Regions from separate parts of the Rattus norvegicus genome. Here region 2 is linked to region 1. The links are chromatin contacts, called in public Hi-C maps. All regions are on one chromosome and are shown on one strand. Each heading gives the region's core, a stretch centred on a gene start, on an enhancer-like site or on the middle of the called end of the contact. The rest is flanking DNA. Distances are from core to core; before and after follow the strand shown.

Evidence for each region. Hi-C and Micro-C count contacts between places; a contact is called where the count stands out from the background.
Region 2: a Hi-C map of psoas muscle shows a contact between it and region 1, with 5 times the contacts expected there. The contact joins two enhancer-like sites. A contact is called at or near these places in 8 of 12 Hi-C or Micro-C datasets (the A7r5 cell line, the Rat2 cell line, Schwann cells and 5 more).

What each region holds. Positions count from the first base shown.
Region 1 is chr5:26,521,593-26,526,931 of GRCr8, forward strand. All of the region lies in intron 6 of Rab2a (RAB2A, member RAS oncogene family), which reads left to right. Among named protein-coding and RNA genes, the nearest start is that of Rab2a, 51 kb to the left of the region's middle. Within about 2 kb of position 2,494, at least 14 of the 93 cell types and tissues checked have an H3K27ac peak or open chromatin away from gene starts, as enhancers often do.
Region 2 is chr5:27,026,574-27,031,912 of GRCr8, forward strand. The region is part of intron 1 of LOC108350931 (a long non-coding RNA gene); the gene reads left to right. Among named protein-coding and RNA genes, the nearest start is that of Lnc056, 69 kb to the left of the region's middle. Within about 2 kb of position 3,153, at least 2 of the 93 cell types and tissues checked have an H3K27ac peak or open chromatin away from gene starts, as enhancers often do.

The DNA of each region.
Region 1 (5,339 bases), core at 1,244-3,743:
TTAGTAGACTCTGAAGATTAAATTATACTTTGATTCTTGAATACTAAATTTATTTTTCACATTACTAAGTTAATAAAATTATATTAAGTGTGACACTTAAGAGTTTTCATGGAGTTGGGGATTTAGCTCAGTGGTAGAGCGCTTGCCTAGGAAGCGCAAGGCCCCTGGGTTCGGTCCCCAGCTCCGAAAAAAAGAACCAAAAAAAAAAAAAAAAAGAGTTTTCATGTATCCTTTCTGCAAAAAGAGTACCTTTTTCTGTAGTTCAGTCTCTTAATTGTTGTGTTTACCATGTATCAAACATAATGGAGTTAATATTCAGGCTTCTGTTTTATATATGTATACACACACACACACACACACACATATGTCTATGGAGGGAGAGAGACAGAGAGAAAGAGACAGAGAGACAGAAAGAGACAGAGAGAGACTGTCTCCAAAGTAATTAAAGAAGTTTGACGACTAATTCGTAAAAACAAAAAGAGGACTAGTATGTATGGCTAAGAGAGACCTAATTTGAAGGTAAAACAACCAACTGTTTATTCATTGTCTACATGGCAGACTTTTTTTATTGTCAGTTTTACATTTTTATGTGTGATATTTTGCCTGCATATATGTATATTTCCCACATGTGTCCCTGGTGCTGGAGTTCGATGGTTCGAGGTGCCTTGTGGGTGCTTGGATCCAAACCCAGGTCCTCTATAAAAACAAGTGCTTTTAACTGCTGAGCCATCTCTCCAGTCCCCGACCCCCATACGTATAAGATTTTTTAAGCACAGTTATTTGTATCATTCAGTAAAAGGCAGTTTAAAGCCAAACACATTCACCCATTGGCTCAGTTTGGTAGATTCCCACTGCAGCCATCTAAGCAGTCTCATGTGTTACAGGAAGAGTAACACCATCAAGCTCAGGGTATGTCTCGTGCTTAGAACATTGTCCTAGCTTTGTGAGACCCTGTGCTCAAAGTCCCAGCTGTAAAAACAGCCAGATGAGTAAATATCTCACGTATGAATCATCCCTTAACATGTATGGTGTATATTAAAGATATGTGTGATAAAAGATAAGTGATTCATAAATGTGCCTATTTTTTGATTAATGGACCATCTAATTATGAGTTCTTTTTAGAAAATTAAGGCTACATGATTTTGCATTGGCTAAGTCCCAGTGGAATGCCGTTGGTCTTTAGAATAGGCCTGTTGTTTCCTTTTATATATTTTAACAAAGATGTGTTTTTTGTAATAAAAGTAGGAACCAAGAGATGTGGGTTATATCTCCCTCGAAGGGAGTAGACTATTTAAAACAGCATACCACTGTTGTCTCAGGATTAGCTGGAAATAAGCTTATATAATCTGTACATTTACTGTTTACTATTAGTCAGCTTAATGATTTCATTCATAAAAGATGTATTTAGGGACAAAACAGGATTAGGGAATCTGGTCCATAGAGTCATTAGTCCTGGTTGACAACTACTGAGTTAGAATAATAGAACATAAACTCCAAGAACTGAATTAGCAGCAACTCTTCTTAGTGAACAGGAGGTGTGGTACTATAATTTTGATATTAAAAATGCTCTCTTTCATCTGTTGCCTGAAAGAAGAAGTAAAGACAGCATCCCTTGTGTTCAGTGCTGCTTCTGACAAATGCTACAGTGAGGAACCTCAGTATTCTGACACCCTGGTGTTCCCCGCCCTCCTGCACTCACCCTTTCCGGTGCAGGAGCCGTCAGCGTCATTCCTCAGCACCTCCCTACTCTTACGTATTTTCTTTAGTAACAGCCTCTGATGAGCCATTTTGCTCTTGCCAGAATTAAGGCCATCTTTCTTGAACTAGGATCTTAAATTTAAAACAGTGCCAAAACAATTCAAATACTTGAAGTTAATTTATAAAGAATATGAAACCAAGTGAAACCCCATTGCCTAAATTAGTTATTACTAATGAAGGTAAGAATTTCTCAGACATATCTATGGATATGAAAAGGCAAGTAGAGAAATCACATATTAACATTAACATACACATAATTTGTACACATAAACATTAATTACACAAACATGGAAAGCCTTTTCTATTATAAACATGTATTTGTTAGCAAGCTACTAGTTTTCTGGATTTATTTCCAAATGATACATTATAACTTCTATATAGCAGGTTATAGTGAGAGTACATTGCTTTTATTAAGTAGATTCTATACAGGTTGTGGTGGTGACTCTGAACACTGAAGGAATACACCCATATTCATTTCCCTATATGGCAGTGTAATCTAAGGACCGGTGTCCTGGTTGGTTTTCTGTCAATTTGACACAAGTTAAAGTTATCTGAGAAAATGAACCTCAGTTGAGAAAATCTATCAGATTGCGGGTAGGCAAATTTTCATGTCTATATTCTTGTTTACTGATTGATGCAGGTGGGCCTTAGGCCCACAAGGGACTATGCTGCCCCTGGGCTTGTGGACTTGAGTTGCAGAAACAAGCAAGCTGAGTCATCTGTGGGGAGAAAGCCAGTAAGCAGCACTCTTCTGTGGCCTATGCTCCAGATTCTCCTGCCCTGACTCCTTCCCAGTGATGGGCTGCTTGATGTCTGAAAGTGTGAGAAAAAATGATTCCTGTTCTTTCCCAGGTTCATGGCATTTATCACAACAGAAGAAACCTAAGACAACCAGTTTCGACCAGAATATTCTTGTTCTGTTGCCCCTAATAAGTCACCTTTGATGAGTTTGGTAAATGTCACTAGTCTTTTTAAACATAAGTCCCAAGTAGTGTACATGCTTACAGTAATACTGCAGGCAGATCCAGAGTGTTCTCCTAAGTGCTTTCATGTGTAAGAGTCATTGTTCACAGGGCTCAGACCAAGGCGGGGCAGGTTCTTATTCTCTGTTATACTGCCACACAGTTGAGAATGCCTATAGTGATTGTTTGGCTTGGGATTCCAAGGGCAAACAAGTATAGGAGAAATTAGATGTGCTTCCTCTTCAAGAACCAGAAATTACAGTAATATATTAATGTTTGAGAAACCACTGTAGAGAAATCTCCTGAAAAAGCTGGTGTGGTGGCTTTTGCCTGTGATGTCAGCACTCAGTAGGCTGAGGGCAGGAGGCTTGCTGTGTGTTTGAGGCTGGTCTAGGCACAGAGTAAATTGCTGTTTTATTTAACTTCTAATTTTCTAAGCAACCCCCACCCCTGTATTTTGGAGAAATTGCTCATCTGTTAGCACAGCCCACCCAGTATCTCCAGGTTTTTTCTGACCTGACATGTGGCAGAAGGCTTTTCTTCCAATGGGCTGTCAGATGAGTGCTCTCCGTGATCCTGTGCACACATTGCACAGACTCCTGCTGCAGTGCAGGCTGTACTCGGCTACCTCACAGGAAAGGCCGACAGCACCCCCACCCTTCCAAAGCACAGGGTTCCCACCCTCTCGTGATCCTCATCCCTTTCTTTATTCACTCCTGGCAAGAGCATGTAATTATATAATCAGGGTTCAGCTGTCTTCAGAATAAAAACCTGCCCTCCAGTTCTCAGTGTGTGCTCTCTTCCAGTTTCCAATGAGAGTTTCCTAGTCCTTGTTTGTACTGAGTTTCTCATCTGCATTCTTTCCCCATTGGTAAGTTCATCCTAGTTATGATTGCCATAGCGAACAAGTGGGTTTCCACCTACCATAAACAGTCTCTTGCATAGTTTTGACTACTCCTATAAATAGCCTATGTGTCTGCTTAGCCCTTCAGTCACTCGTCCATTAATCTGTATTGCCTTCCTGTTGCTTTATTGACCCTAATTGCTTCCTAATAAGACATCCTGTCTTCATTTTTCACTCTTCCACTGTTGTTTGAGAGCTTCCAAAAAGTGAAAAATGATTGTTGCTCTCCAATTTCTTTAAAACTGTGTAGTGGACCCCACTAGTCAGAGCATCGGATTCCATAATTTGACAGCCAAAGCCCTTTGGTTGCCAGCAACCCACAATGTATTCTCTGTATTAAAGTAGGAATTAGTCAGCTGTGAAGTGTATCCTCTCCTCCACAGAAGTGTCCTCTCATTGGAAATACCCTTCAGAGACAATCAGCCTTCTTTGGGGTGCCCTCTGTGATACTTACTGTGTCTCCCCACACTATCAGCCAGTTCATACACAGTCAGCATTTGGCTTTAGGTTTTCCATGGTTTCTGTGCCACAGGTATTCTATTAACCTCTTTCCCCATACTTAAGACCACTTTTCTACTCTCGGTCTCCTTTCTGACCTCATGACCTATATCCACATATCCATGCATATTTAAATACATACCCACAAAATTTGTCTTTCTGAATCTAGAAACTATATCCTACAGATGTCATAATTTTATTTTTCTTAATAGCTGAATAAAATTCTGTATTTTTGTGTGTGTGTGTGTGTGTGTGTGTGTGTGTGTGTGTGATTCATTCTTTTGTTGATTGACACCAAGGCTAGTCCATTCCCTGGCTACTGTAAATAGTGTACCAGTAAACATGGGCTTCTCTGATAGAACTTGAGAGGTCTTTGGAGGCCAGGTGATGGCTGGATGATTAAGAGCACTTTTTTTTCCCTCTGAGACAGGGTATTTCTATGTAACCCTAGCTGTCCTAGAACTCACTCTGTAACCCAGGCTGGCCTGGAATTCAGAAATTACTTGCTTCTACCTCCTGAGTGCTGGATTTAAAAGCATATGCCACCCAATTTTCTTCTTAGAACTATTTGATAGTTCTTTTTCTCCCTATATTCATTTGCTTAAAAGATTATGGATGTGTGTGAAACCAGGAGAAAAAACTCTTAAGGCACAAAAGTCCTTAGAGTTCTGCGAAGGAATGCTCTCTCAAACTTACCATAATCTCTTTCGATCTTCATAACATAGATATAACCATATTACAGCAGATACTAGTAAATATGTGGAGAAAAGGCGTCCTCACACACTGCAGGTTAGAATGTAGGACACTGTAGCCATTGTAGAACAAACAATATTGGGGGTGGGGGTCTTCAAAAAACTTGGCAGAACTCCTGTATCATCTGGCAATTGATCCTACTGCTGATCTATATTCAAAGGCAATTAAATTAACATGTCAAGGAGATGTCTGAACTCCCTGGCTTGTTTCCACAGTTCATTTCATGAAGCCTATCACATCATATGCTGGTTTTAAAACCAGCTCAAACAAGAAAGGAGAAGGAGATTGACATACTTAACCCACACTACACTGTGTTACATACAAGCATGCCCATACATGTGGTGTGTATGAAATTTTTATGGATTTACATATTCATCTAAATTAATTTAAAAGTTTTAAATTTCAAATACTTTTAAAATGCAGTATAATAGAAAAAATTAAGTGACAAAAAATATATTAATTAC
Region 2 (5,339 bases), core at 1,903-4,402, 510 kb after region 1:
TACATATTATATATTAGTAATGTATTATAAATATATATTATATAAGCATATGTGATAAATGTAAATAAGATATATAAGATATATAAATATAATTTGATCAGTCCATTGTGTGTGTGTGTGTGTGTGTGTGTGTGTGTGTGTTTAGTGCTGACCATTTGTCACTGGACAACCAATTTGTGTGCTCTTCTCCGGGGAGGACCACCGCTCCACTCCCAGATTTCCTTGGTTGCCTATAGTTCTTGTATAGGCTTGGGGACTCATGGGCTTTTCAGTATCCGCTTTGGCATGTCCATTGGTGGTAGCCTTGTTTGGCTCCCATTTGGATAGTCATGCTGGTGATAGCATCTGATGTTACTAGGAGACACAGTCTCAGAGAAAACTCTTACAATCTTTCTGAAGTAGCCTGTCTTGATTTCAGCCTTCCAAGATTAATTTTGTTCTTCTGACTTCCAGAAGGCAATATATTTGTGCTTTTTTTCTTGGAAATTTGTTAGAGCAGCAGTCAGACACTGAACCAAGTTCATGAAATGTTTCTATACCTTCAAGAAATATAGCCAGAGGTGAGGAGTGAGTGAGAAAGAAACCTTTCCCCAGTTGGATTCATTTCATCTGATACTGTGTGTCTGATGTATAGTATTCAGCGTTCACTGTCTTACACAAAATAATGCCTTACACAAAAGGAAAAGAGAAGCTGGGTTGTTTAAAGTCCTCATAAAAAGTATTTTCAATTTACTCTCTGGGATAGAATACTTCTAACTCTATTAAAGTATTAAATGAACTCAATTGACAGAAACAGACAGACATTTCTTCCAAGAAAGTCCAAGTTTGTAAGAAAGAAAGTAACCAAGAGGGACAAAATGTTCTTTATCAAATTGGCAAAGATGTGTCATTAACATCCTAGGACAAGATGGCTGGCATGACCCTGGAGGCAAGTCTTTGACAGGGCTATGTCCATAAAATGAGCTTGGGGTTTTATCATGACAAGGAAAGTGTGTGAGCTTTTGGTTTTGGGGCGTGTGGAAACCCTTCAGCCTGTGGTCTACGCTCTGTCCCTCAGAAATCCACGTACATCTTACACGGAAGTCCTGCGTGCTTCCTCCTTGGTTGAATCAGATGTGCTGGAAACAGTGTCTGAGTCATCTGTCCTTAAAGAGGATGGATACCCTTGTGAATGGTTTTGCTTGGAAATTCTATGGAACCGTTGTAGTACTGATGCTCGAGATGTGACTAACGGGCACCATTGTTTCAGGTTCTTTGGTTTCTAGTTGGACAATGGATGTAGTTATGAGATGTGTTGTGTGTGAGGGGGTCTAGAGAAGAGACCGGATACATACATTCTATCTATCTATCTATCTATCTATCTATCTATCTATCTATCTATCTATCTATCTATCTATCTATCTATCCATCCATCTATCTATCTATCTATGCTCTGAGCTGGACAGGCAGAGAAACGTCTGCTTCTTTCTGCTGTTGTGATTGTTCTGGTGTATGATTGTGTGCTTAGTTCCAGAGTTAGAATTCAACCTGTAGCACCCCCTACTCCTCCCCTTCCCCGGCTGGTAAGATTTTTGTCTTTCCTGGACGTTCTAAGAGAAAGTGTGCTATTTCCTTTTTCTAATCTTGAAAGCGATGCCTTATGGGCCCTTCTTCACATTTAAGGCCAGAAACCACAGGTTAAGGGTTTCTTCTATCAGACACGCTAAGCCTGACCCTTCCATCTTCTCTCCCACATCTGAGGTCCTCTGTGATTATCTGTAAAATCTGGAATAGACCCCCCCATGTCAAAGCCCGCTGATCAAAAGCCTCATTTCTACATATAACTAATTCAGTTTTCAGGGATCCAGGCTTTGGCATCTTTGGGAGAATATTATTCTGCTGCCCAAGTGGTAGTGCTGGTGTTGGAAGTAGCATCATGGGGCGGGAAAACCAGTGAGACCCGGCGGAAGCAGAGCCAGTAGGGGTTACAGCAATGGATGGAGAAGTAAGTGCCTGACAAGAAGTCTGAGTGAGTATGGAAGGAGAAACACCTACGCGTCTCACTGGAGCACGTGGAAGGGACATGGGCACACTTGGTTTAGTACAATCCAACTCTTTTGCTCATCAAAAAAAAAATCTCGACATCCTTCTAAGGACACGCTGGGTAGCATGTTTCTCCTCTGTGTGTACCTCACCAAATGCATAACAACTATGCATAGGTCGATTAAAGTAAAACAGTCAGAAAAAGACCCGCTCTACTGAAGTGGGCGTCTGGACCACATAACAGTCTATCTCCTGGCCTGTGTGATAGCCAGAGTTATTTTGGTGGGAAAATCTTGTGGTTAGAGCACAAAGCTTTCCTAGGGGGTTCACAGAGTGATGGCTCGTGGACCAGACTCTTCAGTGATTGCCTCCTTCCCAAAGACAGGCTACAGGAGGCGAATGTGGGCGTCCAAAGCCTGTGGGTCTCCTTCAGTCCTCCTCAAATTCTGAAAAGGGATAGTTCATTATAACGTCCTCGAGGGTGGGGAGCGGGAGGAGTCATTTTTCTGCCATTTGGTTGAGATTTACAGCAAATGGGATTCGGAGGATTACAGCATGAAGGAAATGTCAATGTTAAATCTATAGATGGTCCCTTTAGTGCCTTGTGTCATAAATTAAAAGCAAGTACCAGTGAGAAGGCTCGGTGAAAGGGACACAGGGAAATGCCAGGTGGGTCTGTGTTTGCTTTTCTTTCTGGAACACACATGCTTGGCTGCTCCCGGCTCATTGCCCCCTCGCCCCTCCCCCAGCAAGGAGCCACTGCTTCTGTGCGTCCTGGCCTGCTTCAGCTCCTTGGGCCACCACCTTAGAAATGCTGTTTCTGCAGCTTACTGCAAGGCCCAGCATCAGGTGTCACAACTGCTAGGGTGACTGGGTTAATGGCCGAGGCATTTTCCCCAGAGAAGCAGTGACAGACAGGCTTGCCTTTGTCTGTTCTGAGAGATGTCTGAATTTAAAACTTTGTCCCAGACAATGTGCTGGGACCCCTGGGGTTCGGTTGTTTGGCCACCACTCCTCCTCTGCAGTGCCACTAACTCTGTTAGGAGGAACTGGATCCCAGGGCTCCTCTTGCTTCCATTCTGAACCCGAGTTTGATTTGAGTCCATGAAGTCAGGCCTGTGAATGAACCCTTTCTGTCAGACTCTCTTGTGACCTCTCTCCACAAGTGTTGATTCTAAGCCATCAGTGCATGGGAGGCAAGGCAGGGTGATGAGTGCTGGTTTTAATCCCTCCTCTTGCCTCCCCCCAGCCCCCACCTGTTCCTGCCATACTAGAGTGGCTCTGATCTACAGGTATGTCCCTGTAGCTGTGACCTTTTGGTAAGGGTGACAAAGACTTTGTCTAGTATCCCTCAGTTGTACGCAGGAATATGTGAATTATGGTTTTTGGTCAGGTAATCTATCTTCATAAGTGCTCCAAGGCTGTTGTTGTCAATCATGTATCTGTGTGTGTGTGTGTGTGTGTGTGTGTGTGTGTGTGTGCGTGCGCGTGTGTTTGTGTGTGTGAGTATGGATGTATATGAGTATATGTATGTTATGTTTGTTCACATATGTGTGGATGCACAAATATATGGCATCATATATGTTTGTTCACATGTATGTGCGTATATGTGCACACACGCATGTGCATGCAGGTGCCTGAGTGCGAGTGTGCACGCGTGCATGCACACACACACAGACACACACACACCCTAAAGAGGTTGGGTAATTTACATGCTGAGTTACGTTTCTCATGAGCATTATGTGCTGATGTCCTGACGTCAGACTGGGCTGTACTGGACGACATGATCCTTGAGCCAAGGCCAAGCCATATGGGTGAATTGTGTATGGACGCCTGTCCTCATTGGAAAAGATTCAGACACAGACGCACGCAGCAGGAAAGATGCAGAAGTGCAAGAAGTCAGAGATCTGTCCTCAAGCCAAAAGGAGCTTGCTCTTACAAAAACAAAAACAACACAAGGAAACAAAACCGGCTCCTCGGACAGCTGCATCTTGATTCCGGCATCCGGAGTTGTGAGTTCGGAAATGTCTCGTATGTAAGCTATCAGCTGTAGCACTTTGTCATGGCAGCTGAGCAAACACTTAAGAGTCCCCCGAGCGGCACTGAAATGGGGAAGCCGGACTATGTAAGCCCCATGGCTCATCTTCACCACTGATACTGTAAACCTTAGCTTGCTATGGAGAGCGCTCCTTGTTGAAGTCTCCCTCCGCCTTGTTTCTACTTATTGACAGACTCTGAAGTGATTGCTTTCGGACTCCTTCACAGTTTCCTGGCTGCCTCGTTATTTTTCAGGTGAGCTATGGAGTTTTTTAAGTTTACTCTTGCCTTTTTTTTAATTAAAGAAAAAAAAAAAACAACAAAACCCCCAACCAGTACCTATGCAAAATAGCTTTTGGTTTTAGAGGCAGAAGGAAGGTTTCAGGAAGCCAAACAACAGGAAGAGTTGGAAATGGCCCTGTGAGTGGGACTTTCTGCCTCAGAGAAGTAGAACACATAGTCAGGTCTCAGGCCTGGGCCAGCCCAGTGTGGATGGCCCCGTTAGAGGCAAGTACAGAGACTGTGCACTTTCTCTTCCTAACTGGAAGCACAGGCTAGAAACCTGCTGATCCAGAGGGGGCATGGGCAGCTCTGCTTTGGCAGCTCCCCAGGTAAGCTAGGCGCCTGGCTGGTTGACCCTGATCTACCGGTTGGGAATGTCTGCCCTAGAGGATCTTTCGCAACTCCATAGACTGTTTTCCTACGGACAGAATCACATGGCACTTGGAAGTTCATCTAGACGAGCCTTCCTCTCAATAAATTATAGTGGCTGGCTCCCCTGCACAGAGACCTGATTGTTTGGCCTTTGTAGGCATACTTGGCCTATAAAAGATTTTTTTTGTCTTTTTCCTAGTTTATAATAAAATGAAGCATTAGCAAAGTGCCCTGATGTTTAGCTGTAAGCACAGTACATACTTTAAAAAAAATTAAAAATTTTATTTTTACTGGATACATTTAGCAGCTCCGTCAATCTTTAAATCTTTAAAAACTACCTGGGAATGAGAAGAGAATCGTCACAACCAGCTTTAACATAGGTTTCCAGGCAGATGGGGTGAACGATTCTGAGGCGGTAAGGGAGGGAATGTGATACGGTTGGCAATTCTGAGCCAGCTATGACCTTGAGTGTGATCAATAGGCCGCTTCCTCTTTGTCAGGCAGAGCTGAATCCCAACTATTTTCCCCCAGCAGAGGCATTCATTTAATGATATTAAAATTTTCATTGATTATGCTCCATAGTTTGAAAATTGAAGCGGACCAAGTCAAACTCAGTCAACCCAGTC